Linked DNA regions of Mus musculus: region 2 is linked to region 1. Evidence: chromatin contacts called from public Hi-C data. All regions are on one chromosome and are shown on one strand. The core of a region is the stretch at or near the end of the contact, and the rest is flanking DNA. Distances in the headings are between cores, read along the strand shown.

Region 1 (7,469 bases), core at 2,824-5,323:
AGAGGAGTAAGACGAGCACTATTCCCATGGCTCAAAAGGTTGATGTTTCCATTCAGATCATAACTATACCGCCACTGGATTTTGTCATTCACAGAAACAGTTTGAAGTTGCCCATCAGCATCATATTCATAGAAGTACCTTGTGATATTGGCATCTACTCCTACCCTTATATCACATATGACCATCCGGCCCATATTATCATACTGAATAGTCATCCAGTAGGCAATTGCCTTTAGGATCTCATATTGGACCTCAATGACTTGTCCATTGGCATTGAAAATCTTGGTGTGCTTCATCACTGTTGTAGTTATAACCTGATTTAAATCATAATTAATTACACTGAATTTTCCAAACTGTTCTGTTCTACCAGAAACATCAACATATCGGTACAGATCTATGGGCAAAGGGGTCTCATTGATCACAGCTTGCATGCTGGTGACACGAAAGTTGTTGTAACTGTAGTCAAACCGTGCATTCACAAGACCTTCTTCACTGAATCGGAAAATCTGACGTCCAATGAGAGGTCCTGTAGGAACCAAAATAAAAATGAGAAATAGCTTTCTGATAAACTAGGCATAATCAGAATTTTTGATTAAGTATTGATACCTTTATATTCAAAATCATATTGTATTATAGATTGGTCTCTGATGTCTGATGCCTGGGCATGTCAGTGTGTGTGTGTGTGTGTGTGTGTGAGAGTGTGTGTAGCATTTGTCACTAGACATGGAAAATATTGCATAGCACAGTTACAGATCAATTTAATTATAGAGCTTATCAAAATAGTAACCTATCCAGTAGCCTAGAGGGAAGAAACTGCTATTATGTTCATGCTGTTTTGCTATCATCGCTGGCAAAATGCATTCATTTTACTTAACCTTTGCTACAAAGTCAGATAGTTAGAGTCTCACAATGTACAACATTCAAGTAACTGGCTTTGGGCATGTTATGAATACAAAGGTTGAAATAAATCCCAGAGTTCTGACTTTTGTCATTAGCTGAAGCTTATAGAGGTTACCCAGGGCTTGAGCTGCTTGCTGAGCTTCATGTCTTATACACAGATCTCTGGAAAGATACAGGGGTGGATATGAACAAGTATAGGGCTAAGATAGGAACCGCAGTTGCAATTGTTTTGAAAGCTGAGAGAGACAGAAATACATGGTGTGGTATTAAGGAATCAGCTTTCAGATAGACTATAATATGTTTCAAATTTAGAATGGAAGATAGTATGAGAAGGAAAAAAATTGTTCAATCATGAGTTAGAATGAGAGTTAGCACTTCTTTCTTTGAATGTGATCATAAAAATATAAAAGAATATAAATATTGAGGTATACTGCTACCCCATTTCATAACAAACCTGTTTGCCTGTATCTGATTGTGCAGATGAATCCGTCATGCATCAGGTGTATTGTCTTAATTACTCCAGAAGACTCTTCATATGTTAATGTGACCTGAGTGGTGTCATAGAGAATCTCAGACAGTCTTGCTTGCTTTGTGTACTTGTATAAAACTCTGCGCCCAGTCCCTAGATGCAGAGTCTGTAACAGTCGGCCATCTCGACTGTAGTCTTGGATAAAAGAGGTGCTGCTGTCTGGTGGGGTGTAGATATTACGGTAGTAGCCCACTGAAAGCATGGTTTGTAAGCTGTGGCGCACCATGCTAGGCATGGTAACTGACAGCAGGCAATCTGATTGGTCATACTCAAAGATGTAACGCCGCTGACTGTGTAACAGAAGCATCACAGACTGAAACGAGACAAGAACAAAATAGAGTAATTTATACCACTAATGTTTAAGAGATTAAAAGAAATACACATTCATCCATCTCACACATTTTTTTTTCTAGCAATTACTATGTGCCAGGGACTGTGGCAGATGCCAGTAGTACACAATATTATCTATCATCATGGAATTTGCAGTTTAATGGAAAAGAAAGACAAGTAACCAAGTAATTATAATACAGTGTGAAACGAGTTAAGACAGAGAACATATAAATGACTTCAGGAAAGTAGAGGAAGATGGTTATCCCAGACTTAGGAAGGAATATTCAAGTTGAAATCTAAATAATCTTGGGCAGGCAAAGACAAGGAAAGGTGTTGTTCAGAAGGAAACGGGGAAGGCTGAAGCATTAGGAGGGGCTGAGAATTAAGGAAGCCTATGAAAATGGCCTTTTCCCATAGATTGAGAGGAATTTTGTATGGCCGGAATATGTGTGGTTTTGGGGTGGTGATAGTGAGAGAGAGAGAGAGAGAGAGAGAGAGAGAGAGAGAGAGAGAGATTGATTAAAAGTGAAGAATTCTTTGGTTATCTCATGCCCAACACATAATAAACTTGTATTTTAGGATCAGTTATTTGTCAAAGTATAATACTTTGTATGTAGTGGATGTTTAATAAATATTGGTTGATGTAATTTTAAACAGAAACATGAGTCAGGCCTGCTGGTACAGGTCTATAAACCAGGCTATCCAGGAGGCTAAGGGCAGAAGGCTCACAAGGTCAAGGCTTGCCTGGGATGTAGAGTGAGTTTAAGGCCAGCTTCAATTGTTTTGAACGTCTCTGTCTCAAAATAAATTTTTAAAGGGTTGAGAATATAGACCATTTTTTTTGGGGGGGGGCAGGGTTTCTCTGTACAGGCCTGGCTGTCTTGGAACTCACTCTGTAGACCAGGCTGGCCTCGAACCCAGAAATCTGCCTGCCCCTGCCTCCCAAGTGCTGGGATTAAAGGTGTGTGCCACTGAATATAGACTACTGATAGAGTACATGGCTAGCATGTGTGAAATTGTAAATTCAATCCCCAGTACCATAGGAAAAGAAAGTCAGTATCAATTTATACACACACACACACACACACACACACACACACACACAAAACACCGTTTTATGAAACACTCTAATTTACTGGCAATTGAAACTTATTATTAAAAAGATTTTGTTTAATTTGTATGTATGTGGACATATGCATCTGTTTCTGTACCTGTAGAGGCCAGAGAAGGACACAGGCTATCCTATCCTAACTCTCTGTCCTATTCTCCTGAGGAACTATCTTTTAATGAATCTGGAGCCATCCTGGTGGGCAGCAAGTTCCAAGTCCTGTCCCCTACAGCATTAGAGCTCTAGGCAAACGTGAAGCTCTGTGTGTGGAGCTTTTTTGATGTTGGGGATTTGAATTCAAGTCCTCACTGTTCTGTAGCAAGCACTCACATACACTACGCTACACCCTCAGTGCTTCTGTCTTTAAATAAAAAGGAAAAATTCACCCAGGTACTCGACTATAATGCCTTGAGTTTCACTCTTTTGAGAATTACAAAACAACAACAACAAAAAAATAAGTTCAACTTCTGAACTCCATGTTGTGAAAACAATAGGTGTCTTTCCATTTTCTACCTGCAAATCACACAAATAATTGTGAATGTTAATTACTTAAACATATGCAATGTGAATTTTTAGAAAACGACAGAAGCATGATGTATGTGTGTTACACAAGGGCACATCCCTCCTATACTTGTGAGAATTCTTGATTTTTCAGTTGCTGGTCAATACCACGAAGTCTACATTATTTGCTCATTTAGTTATTATTTCTTTCCCACCACCATCATGCTGGGGATGCAGAACTAGATGTAGAAATCCTGTCTTCTTGCTACCCATGGAACACCTGCCGCTCGCCACATCTTGCAGTTCTGCCATTGTGACCTACAAATCCTCTTGAATAAAAGGCACAATCTTGTGAAGGCTTGGGGACAGGAAGAGAGGCCCTCTCTCTCCATCAATGCAAAACTCCCCAGAACCAGAAGGAATTGTTCCTGTGAATGGAACAGCAGGTGGGAGAACACTGAAGTGGGTGGGGTAGATGCAGTAATTGGTGAAAATACCTTTGTGTTATTTCCACCCCGAAAGTCTGATTTTCCAGCTCCTTTCCACTCTCTCTTGTCAGTTTGCCAAGAACAAATGACATCTGTCACTTGTGGTGTGGGCCAGGGACAATCACCATATGGCTGCCACACATTATCCAGCACCATCCTGCCTATTCCAGTCACTGTAGTAGCTTTGCCAAAAATTTATACTGCATTGCTATTGTATTCTTTCCTCTGTTTGCTTCCTCTAGCCTGTAGCAAACCAGTGCCTGATCTGTTTCTCTGTGGTGCTAACTCAGTTGCCTTGAAAGCCACCCACCCCCAGTTTGCTTTAAACCTTCCTGCTAATGGAAAAAAACATGGAAGAGATGATTAGAAATCTCCCGCATGCTATTGTTTTGTTGTCACAATACCATTTAGCCCCATTTGGCTGCTTTTTCACTTTGGGTTGGTATTATTAACAGTTTGTTCCAAAACAATGCTTATGAGTCTATCCAGTGTCCACTGTGCTACTGCAGGATAAAAAGCTATTCCTTATTAGTGCGAATAATAGAGTGGGTGGCTTGTGTTTTTTAAATAGATTATTATACTGTAAAAGAAATCTCTGTGAAAGGAAATAAAAGAGAACGATCATGGCTGTATACTTACTCGAACTAGACTAGAAACGAAAGTAGAAATTTGAAAAGGTATAACATTCACATGACCACCAGATGGCAGTGTGGGGCTACCTGGGAACTGAAGCCAAAGATTGCGTTCTGTCTCTGCAGTAAGCCTTGAAAACAAGCCTAAATAGGCAATTTTGTGTAAATGCGTAAAACTAAACCTTCTTATTAAATTATTACAAAATATATTTAAAGGCACTTTAAAAATGACTGAGTTTAGGAAACTGAAAGATTTACATCAGATATAATACAAACTTCGTTGCACCAGTCTTCAAAATATAATTAACTTAGAAAAGTGTCATAAATCTAGGCAGAAAATTAATGACTACAGAGAGAAAAACTAAGAATAATTGATTTTCTTAATAGAGAAGAGACTATTTAAGAAACCACAGCCATTAGCCAAATACTTATTTTTTTCCTAATGAGTACAAAGCATTGTTCACAAAATGGTATGTGTAACTTAACTTTCACCTACTCTAGAGAAAGTGAAACTATTTTCTTTTCTTTTCTTTTCTTTTCTTCTTTGTCTTTATTTTTACGACATTGTTGCATGCTAAGGTTTAAAAAAGTGTGATGCTGATTTAAATATATCACGGTGTCAGCCCAGCAAGGAGTTTTGCAGATGCAATGCCAGAGGATTTGGGGGTAAAGAAAAATATATTTTAAAGTTTGAACACTCTTACTGTATACGATGAGAAGTAATATGTGCATCCCCACCCATTCCCTATACCATTGAAAGAATGTGGCAGTAAAGTCTATGTTAAAACATTCCCATCTTTAGAAAGAATGGACAGAGTCACAGAACAGTGAGGCCCTGGAAAAGCACGTACAAATCCAACCTTCTTTCCCTAGGTTCCTTTGAATCCAAATTTCAAAGATGTTTTTATTTTCTTCCTTTTTTCTTTTCTGTTTGCTCCTATCTTGATTTACCATCAAGTCGAAGTAAGTGTCAGCTCTTTTCAATTATCTAGTTTTTGTGATTTATATTAAATTATTTCATTTTGGCTATGCATTTGTCCAGTGAATTAGTTATTTATCACTGGTGATAATAATATTACTAAAATCAATTTCAGAATGAATTAGGAAATCATGGCAAGAATATGGATGACGTGATTAGAAATCTCATGAATGCAACCATTTTATAAGTAAGAAACCATTCCATAATTATGTACTTTGTAGGATTGGACTTTTGTGGTTATTCTTCTAGTTAAAGAATAAATTACACAGGAAATAAAGGCAAAATAAGTAAAAGGCCAAATGATTTGGCTTGTTTCACTGGTCTGTAAACAATTGGAAGTTGTTGAAATTTCTCTTATTATTCTAGGTCAACAGGTCTTCCTTCTTTTTTTGTTCCCTTTTTGTTTGTTTTTGAGAAAAGGTCACAGGATTTGTGATTCTCTTGTCTCAACCTTGTCAGGGCTGAGGATACAGGTATGTGCTACTATGTTGGTCTGTTTTGCTGTTTTTTTGTTTTGTTTTTGTTTTTGTTTTTTTAAGGAACTGATACCTACTAAATATTTTATTGTATAAAAAAGATCTAATATGATGTTTCTTTTGTGTGATTCCTGAAGCAAATGTGATGAAATAAAGAGTTACTTTGGAAAAGAGAGACCATATCTCCTCACTGGTGTCAGAGAAAACTGCATGCCGTGTTGAATTTTAACTTTTCAATAGATATTTTATTATATAGATGGCGTAAAAGGGACAGTCTATTACTGTCTGTAGTCAATTAGCTGAGATGGTCACACTCTGGTGCTCTGGAGGCTATAGACCCCTTCATGTCCCTAAGGACTCCTGGCTACTTCCCAACTCACATGGGGAGGGAAAACTGTTAGGTTAGTGGCATGATTTTTAAAAATATACATACATGTGTTTCAAAAATGTGCATATGTACCAAAGTTATTAGCAAATTCCTTATGAAACATTTTGACTATGTGTAGATGCTACCAAATATTTGGATTCACTTAATGTTTTAATGCAGTCAATGTAGTCCTTAGCCGCGGGATTTTCCCAGGCATGCTTTGTTGAAATTCAAAAGAGGAAAGATTTGCTCTGTGAGATGCAGATTTCCCTTGCTCAGAATTCAGATTACAGATTCTAAAAGCTTTCCCAGAAGGGAGGGACCCTGAGAGGCTACTAAGTTTGCTTTATCACATAGGCAATTCTCAGGGAGGGCAGTGCTTCAACTACCACCTCTGCGAAGTAATAGCTGTTTATGGGCACACCACTTCTCGAAAACCAAACTTTGATGGTTGTATCAGAAGCACACAAATTGTCCCCTCTTTGCCATGTGTGCCATCATCTCTTGTATCTAAGAGATACTGATTACCCAGGGGGAAAGAAAATATCTTCTACTTTTCCTAGGAATGAATTCAGAAACAAATTCGATTGAAATGACTTAATTTGGAAGAAAACATTTAATGTCTTAGGAGGGGATCAGACTTGGCAAAGGTGGATGAAGGCTAATTGTTCTTCTTGTCTACGGTAATGGTATGAGTGGAAACCTTTCTGCTATGTAGGGGCTAATGTTTCACCAATGGTTCATGTGGTGGGATTATAATCTTATTCCAGACAGAGCATCGGCTCCTATTATGGATGCTGCTGGGGACTTGGTACACACAAAAGGCTACTACCAATTAGTACTCTCTGTCACCATTCCCTCAGGCTAATTACTTTTGAGAATTAGTCCTCGAATGTGTACAAGAAAAATTTCACTGTCTACGGTAAGGAAAAACCATCGTTATTTGTTGGGCACGAGGCCTTTTACTGGAGCTGAGATACATTAACACAGAGGAGTGTTGGAATTTCCTAGCTATTTTCTCTCAGTATGAGCTTTCATAATAATACAGACACCTTTTCAAGGGGATGAACAAATATGCTCAAATGAGTAGAAAGCTAAGCCATTATCCCGACTTCAGTTTGAAAAAAAAAAATACTTGGCAGAGGGTAGGGATGGGGAT
Region 2 (7,469 bases), core at 3,087-5,586, 2.2 Mb after region 1:
TGTAACAAGATCTGACTCCCTTTTCTGGAATGTCTGAAGACAGCTATATTGTACTTATATATAATAAATAAATCTTTTTAAAAAAGTTATTTGGTGATAACATGAATGACCAAGCCAGAGGTGAAAATGGACTAAAGCTTTGTCTTCTATTCTTTATCTGAAATCTCATCTAATATGGAATGATTTTTTGTGAATTTCCCAATTTATATAAATTGCACCCCCAAATATCATACTGCTCATATGAAAATAGGCACCTTATAGTTTAATTTTTAAAACATAAATTTCTAAATTTATAAAAAGTATAAGGAAAAAAGTCAAATTCATTTCTGATAAAAAGAAACTAAGTATTTTAAAGAAATCCTTAAATCCCATTTTTTTCATTTTAAAGGATTAATATCCAGTTATAGATGAGATGTAAATATTTGTTCATCTTTTTATTTATTTTCATTGGTTATCTTATTTGTTGACATTTCAAATGTTATCCCCTTTTCCTGATTCCCTGCCCCAAGGAACCCCCTATCCCATCCCCCCTCTTCCTGCTTCTATGAGGGTGTTTCCCCACCTACCTATCCACTCCCATCTCCCTGCCATCACATTCCCATACACAACTTTTAAGCATCATATATTACCTCATTGATGAATGGATGTAGTACTATATAGCAAGACCTGTAAATGAATTAGGGAAATTTTAAAGAAAAACAGAGGTGGGGAACACAGAACAAGGTTCTTTATTATGCAACAGCAAATATTTATTACAATGTGTAGTGCAGGTTTCCATTGGCAAAAGAAAAATCATCAAATAATCACTGATTGCCTTTGTTCGGCCTTAGTATACAAATAAAGAAAAGAGGGCAGTTTACAATCTCTGCTTTTAAATCATTTGCAGCAGAGATAGAAACATACATGCAAGCAAGAAAATGCACAGATTAGTTGCAAAACTTTATAATTCTATGAAATAGACCTGCATAATCTTTATAAACCAAAAATCTGACCATTGTGTATTCTTGACTCACCTTTAGATCCTTTCAACAATTTAGGTTTAGGACTGAACAACATGTAGTGTATCAACACCAATGCAAAATACATGTTTGATGTTTAAGAAAAAGGAATCATGACCCAATACCAATCCAGGGTTAACACGTCCTAACCAGCTTTAAGCAAGGCCTGGCTCCTTTCTCATTTTCAGCCTTCTCACCTAGGGAGAAAACCAATCTATCCGCACGGCATCCCATTATCTCTATTTATCTGAACTGCACAGTCCTTTAATCAGACCTATCTTTTTAATCCCCAGCTCCTCTATTTGAAAATTATACTGCATTGTCAAGATCCCATATTATCACATTTCAAGACATAGAACCAGAGGTTTAGTAACAGATCTATTCTACTTGAAGTATGAATCTTTCAAGTTCACAAAATAAACATTTGGAGCTTACAAAGGGGGAGTTTCTCTCACAGTGAGCTGGATAGGCTCAGACTTCTTCCTTTGCACTTTTTTTTTCTTTCAATTTAACTCACAAGCAGATTTTGAAAGTTTAAAATATGCTCAAATATAACATTTGGTATTAAAAATAGCAACAGCAAAAATATCCAGTCTATACCTTAGAGCAGTATATTTTCTGCCCTGTCTGCCATACATTCTACATTTATGTACTTAATATCCCTGTGTCGAATGATGGCACTGAAACTCTGTGAAATTTACTCAAATGACAGCATTCAAATATATCCACAAGTCTTGATAGTACTAAGGCAAGAAGTGAAAACAAGTGCACTCTTTGATCAATATGAAGACAGAGACTAAAAATGAAAATAAGGCTTGAAAGAAAAACACTGAGTTTTGGATTACTCTTCAACACTCAAATGAGCAGAATACTTGAATACCTAAACCATCCTCGTCATCTGAGATTTTTGATAGAAACACAAGATTCTACGACAATTATTTCCACATAATAAACTTTTTAGAAAAGTGAGTTTCGCACCAACAACATACAAACTATATACATACACCATGATCACAATTCATGAATGACACATTTCCAAAAGTAGGCAAACTGGAACATGGAATGTTTTTTTTTTCTTTTTTCATTTTTTTAACACTGGAACAAGTCTACAAAACTATGATTAGTATTCCTGAACAAATGTCCAAACTCTGTTTATTAGAAAATATCCTTAATATCTCACACATGATGAAAACTAAACTGCTAATAATAGTAACACAAGACTTACACAATTTTAACTTCATAACAGGATTTTCTTCCGTAATAGACTACATGGATCACTCACTCAAAAACAACACAGCTAAGAATTAGTGGAAAGTATATGCATGAAAAGTCCAAAGAACGGTGGGGAGACCCAGAAAACTCTCAAAGCCGACTTCTGGGGGTTCCATCTCTTTTTCTTCTGAGAAGCACACTGGATACTCTGGGGCAGTTCCACCTGGACAAAAAGAAAAAAAAATAGAAAAAGACAAGAGTTAAAACAGCATGCACAACATGAATTACAATTAGATTGAACTAAAAGATAAAACCCATACTCTGAGAAGGAATCTTGTCCACCTTAGCTCCAGAGGCCTGCGTAGTTGCCATGGAGGCCTGACGCCAGTGGTCCCCCGCCTACGAAAAGCTTCATCTCTGGCCAGTTGTAGCAGTGAGTGTAGAGCGCATTGGGGAAATCTTCTACACCAGCAACATAATTCTCTAGAAGATCATCCTGGTTGATCCAGCCACTGCCACAGGTGAGCTTGAGCTTCCTTCCAGAGGGCACAGGAAACATGTCTGGATTGGCCGCGGACCTTTCCTCAAGGAACTTCTGGGCACGGATGTCATAGAAGAGCAGAGAACCGTGGCCTGTTCCCACAGTGACAATATGCTGGTGGACACTCAGAGAACGAACACCGGTGCCTCCCTCTCTGGAGCACAGTGGCGGGATGTTCTGCTGGCCTTGGCGAAGATCCAGGAACGAAACGTGAGACTGAGAACCCACTGCGTAGAGGGAAAACTCATCACAGTAGGTGAGACACACGTTCTCACGGCAATAGGGCAGCCTCAGGGATAGCAGCCTAGACAGGGAGCTTCGGGCTTTCCACAGGTGGAAGTAGCCATCCAAGGACACAGCTCCCAGCTCCTGGTTTTTGTTGCTGAAGGCAAGTGCTCTCACTTTGCGGTTACCTGGATTGGTAGTGGCTTTGGGGATGGCCTCCATATCTGTAGGACTGATGTGAGCATACACAGGTAGTCCTGCATCCTTGTGCCAAGCAATGCTGCCATTGAACATGTCAGGATCCACCTTCCAAAGTGCCACGGTGCCGTCGCGGGAGCCACTCACAGCCACGGTGTCACTCATCCATGCAATGGCAAAGATCCAGTCCCTGTGGCCTTGGCAATCTCCTAGGCACACCGGATCCAGAGTGGGCAACTGGTAGACTGCCAGGCTATTGGGGTTTTCACCTCCAGTTGCCAAGAGGGTCTTGGAGGGATTCAGCTCCACAGCATGAATGCCACAGGAGGGCGGGCCACGAGACAGGTCGGGTACCCTGTCGCGCATCAGAGGAATGCGCATGATGTGGTCGGTCTTGACATCAACCACGAAGAGTGTGTTGCACTTAGTGCCACACACCACCTGCCTGGCATTGAGCCACTGCGATGCGAACACCTTATTGAGGGGGCCTAGGGTCAGCTGGCGCTCCCTCAGCAGCTCGGGTAGCCTGAGGACCCCGTAACTGCGCAGATCTCCCTCGAAGCCAGCGAGCCCCGGGTGGCCATCTGCGCCCAGCGCTCGGCCCTTCAGGTAGTTCACCATGGAGAGGTGAGCTACGGGCCGCCGCGGCCTCTTGGTCAGCAGCATGGACCCCTCTGCGTTGCCCTCCCCAGCTGTCGCCATCGGCGCTGCGGGGCCTGGCGATGAAGAAGTCCCGGCGCCCTGATCGACCTCGGCGGCTTTCCGCTTCCTGCTACCTGTTTGCTGCGGGCCCATGGTGGGCGGCGAGCGGTTGGAGGGCCCTGCAGGCTGCGGCGTCTCCTGCTCTGCGGGAGAGGGCTGCGTCTGGGAGTCGGCCTGACGCATGATATCACCGGGAGCTGGAGGCTAAGGAGCTAGTGAGAGAGCGATCAACCGATCAGCGGGGAGCCTACCGAGTCCGGAGAGCCTTGGCGGCAAAGGAGGTGGTGGCGGCGTGACCCGGCGAACAACGCGAGGTCGGGCGGAAAGAGCCGAGCGAGCTCGGGAGGATCGGCGCTGAGGCCGAAGGTGCGGCTAGAGAGAGAGTGGAGACTCTGCTGCCAACCAGCTCAGGAGTGTGGACTTCTGGGCCTTGAGCGACGAGTCCGTTGGAGATAAAGACTAGGGGCGGGTGGGAGGCGGCTCTGAGGGTGGTGTTGGAAGAGGGGGCGGGACGGGCTGACTTTAAATGACAGACGTGATGGGAGGTGTGCAAGGGTGAGCTTTATGGCTTGAAGATCATGGCAAGAGTAGTGATCTCATGCCCAGCCAGAAGGGGGCGGTAGGCAGTAGTAATGCCTACAAGGTATAACAGAGATACCAAAGCACAAAAGGATCTTGGAAAGGCAGGGATTCATTACTCTCTAGTTAGTGGTCCAGCATGCCCCCAGGATCCAACAAGTCAAACTCAGCCACCCCCACCACAGCAGTCAAATACTCTTCTTACTCCTACTAAGTCTGAAACCCAACATAGTCAATCTTGGGAGGAGGCAGTCAGCACCTTTTTCATTATTCTCGGGGAAGAAAACAAAAGTTTGCTTGTTGTAACTCAGGAAGACTCTTCACTAAGATAACTTGGCAGAAAATTAAATTGTTTGAAAATAACAATTTTCTTTTGAACAGTCATTCGGCTGCTCATGGTAATCTATTTTCAATGATTTTTTTTTCTTTTCTTTATGTTGTCCTCAAATTAAATGTTCTGTGCTGTTGCAACAGAATCATTTGAAGAGACAATATCAAATGACAGATCACTGGGCCTCAGATTCTATCTGCCCATGATTATGCCCAGGACTTGCTGGTAGATCAGGAGGAAGTGAAGCTGGGCGTTTTGGAGATCGCTTTTAGCTCAGAAAATTAAGGTAATGCTCTAGAACACTACAAGTGAGGAGCTGGGGGTGAAAGTTCCCATTGTCAGTCCTAGAGGCCCATGACCTTAGACAGAGCCCTCTGAGTCCTTGGGATAGTAATATAAAGGATAACCAGAAGTTTTAATGCAAAGAATGAAAGATAAAGAGAATTTTCTAAAAGCAATGAAACTTTTTGTTGTATTTTTGTTTTGGTATTAGTTTTTTTAAGCTTCAAGATATCACATATCATGACAGACCTATACTTGGTCGCTAAGTAACACTGACTTTAATTAGCGTTACATAGAGGCTAGTGCCTGATACTGAATCTAAATATATCATAATCCTCCTCCACAGAAAGTAGTTTGTTCAAGTACTGGGCAGGGCATGAATTCATTTTTTTTTTTCCTGACTGTACTGTAAGAATACTTTCATGGTGTTTTCTCCATAAGCACACCATCCCATTCTGCTGATTTTATTTCTAGTACCTTTTTTGAACCTTCACTTCGTATAAATTCCAAGTACAAGGTCTGAGTCTTTCTTTCCCATCATCCAAGTCAAGCTTTCTTATATTTGTACTCCCCAACACTCTCCAGAAATAGAGTTCTGACCCTCTCCCCTATTATCCATTTTATGGCAGAAGAAATGGTGAAATCAGTTGGTGTGTTTAAGGAGAAAAGTATAGGTAAGTGTCTTATGGAGGAGGCTCAGAGACTCAATTTTATTTCCACTGGTAGGATTAGGATGAATAAGCATTTCACAAAGAATAGAACTATGTCCACAGATACAATGTTTGTATATGAGTAACTAACTCATGGCATTTTGTGTTCATCAAGCTCACAGCAGCGATTTCCCAAGTTGGCACCCCACCTTGAATAGAACCCTAAATATTTTGATTCAGGTGACTTGGAACATTCTTTCAGAAAAGCCCATGGATGTTCCTTTCACTCACCTGGAAGCAGGATGTTTTACATTTAGGCGATGGTACTCTGCAGTGTATCTCAGTGTTGCTCCTAAAATGGAAGCTTTCCAGGTGGATACTGTGAAAGGCGTGACAAACAGGAGTATAGTGGTCTAGGTATGAGATGTTTGCCAGGAGCAGAAGCATTTTCAGAAGCTATTATGGACTCTCGGGCTTACTCTGCAGCCATTGCTAGTGCCCTTGCAGAGCAGCAGCTAACCATACTAAAAAGGACTATTATAGATCTTCCTGTGATCATCTAGGAGAACAAACAATGGGAATATACACATAAAACAAGAAGAAATATGGAGCACATCTGTCTTTTTCTTAAGGACAGGTAAACTCCAAGTGTCTAATAAAATCTCATAGATAGAAGATGGAATGCTTTAAATTTTAGATAATTGACTTTCTGCCCGCAGATATTTTCAGGTTGAACACCACACCACTTGGCTTGGAAGAAAAACAAAAAATTGTGCGAGGACTCTTCCCAGGTAGGGTTCAGAGAAAATAAGATGTCTTCCGACTTCCATTCTGTGGGGTGTGGTATAGTACAGATAGTAAAGTGGTAGCCTTTTACATGTTTAATGTCATTCCGCAGGTCATAACACAATGTTGGCATGTTCACTGTAGAGACAGAAATTAAGTATTACAAATGTCCAAACTTTTGAAATATGGGAATGGGAAATTTCAGTTCTTCCTTTTAAAGCAAAAACAAAATTATCTTTTCATAAAAATGCTCTACATGGCACAACTGACAAATAATAGAAATTTATTCATGCTAGAGGAACATTAAAAGGATACTGAACCTTGTCATTAGAAGAATGTTAAGGTGGTGAATCCCTTCTGCCCTTACTGTGTCATGTATGTCCTGTGAAGAAAACAACAGAAGCCTCCGACCCAGAAACCTTCATGAGTGCAGGTGATAAAATCTCTAAGAAAACCTGTTTTGCTTTTTTTTTTTTTCTAGGCAATGGGTCTGGGAAACTCTAAGACTAACAATAGAAGACCTTTTATGGCAATATATATCCTACTCCAACCAGACACCAAGACGCTCTATCTTATCTCATTCTCCACACACTATGACAGTGGCGCCAATGGGAAGCTGATAACCCATTGTCTCAGAGGCAGGAAATCAAGTTATAGTCTCTTTAGCAGGGCGAATGTCAGTATGGCCCAATGTTGAGCTAAGCCTAGACCTATACTTAATCAAGCGATAGATTTAATAATCTCTTTTGAGAAAGTGTTTAAACACCCAAATATTTTGCTGTCCTCTTTAATTGTGGTAGGAAGACTCAGTGAAAAGCTGAACTTCCATTCGGCCTTGTATCAATGGTACTTAACAAATCACTGACAGAGTGAGCTATCAGCATATTCTTCTCACCCATCCCTGGTGTCAGCAATGAGCTGGATTTTCATATCCAGTCAACTTGAAAAAGACTGAATAAAGAAGT

What was found. Hi-C and Micro-C count contacts between places; a contact is called where the count stands out from the background.
Region 2: a contact with region 1 is called in a Hi-C map of cerebral cortex, with 3 times the contacts expected there. The contact joins the promoter of Dcaf12l1 here to the enhancer-like site in region 1. A contact is called at or near these places in 6 of 39 promoter capture datasets (cranial neural crest, frontonasal cranial neural crest, hippocampal neurons and 2 more), 2 of 484 Hi-C or Micro-C datasets (cerebellum and cerebral cortex) and 1 of 115 datasets of contacts at active chromatin or transcription factors (astrocytes).

Annotation. Positions count from the first base shown.
Region 1 is chrX:42,536,343-42,543,811 of GRCm38.p6, forward strand. Tenm1 (teneurin transmembrane protein 1) reads right to left here. Exons shown (of 33, transcript NM_011855.4): 30 at 1,355-1,742; 31 at 1-526. Among named protein-coding and RNA genes, the nearest start is that of Sh2d1a, 38 kb to the left of the region's middle. Within about 2 kb of position 4,074, at least 55 of the 459 cell types and tissues checked have an H3K27ac peak or open chromatin away from gene starts, as enhancers often do. A contact at or near this core is called in cerebellum and cerebral cortex, where this site is marked.
Region 2 is chrX:44,785,861-44,793,329 of GRCm38.p6, forward strand. Dcaf12l1 (DDB1 and CUL4 associated factor 12-like 1) reads right to left here and starts at 4,337. Exons shown (of 2, transcript NM_178739.6): 1 at 2,553-4,337; 2 at 707-2,433. The coding sequence starts at 4,059. The coding sequence ends at 2,554.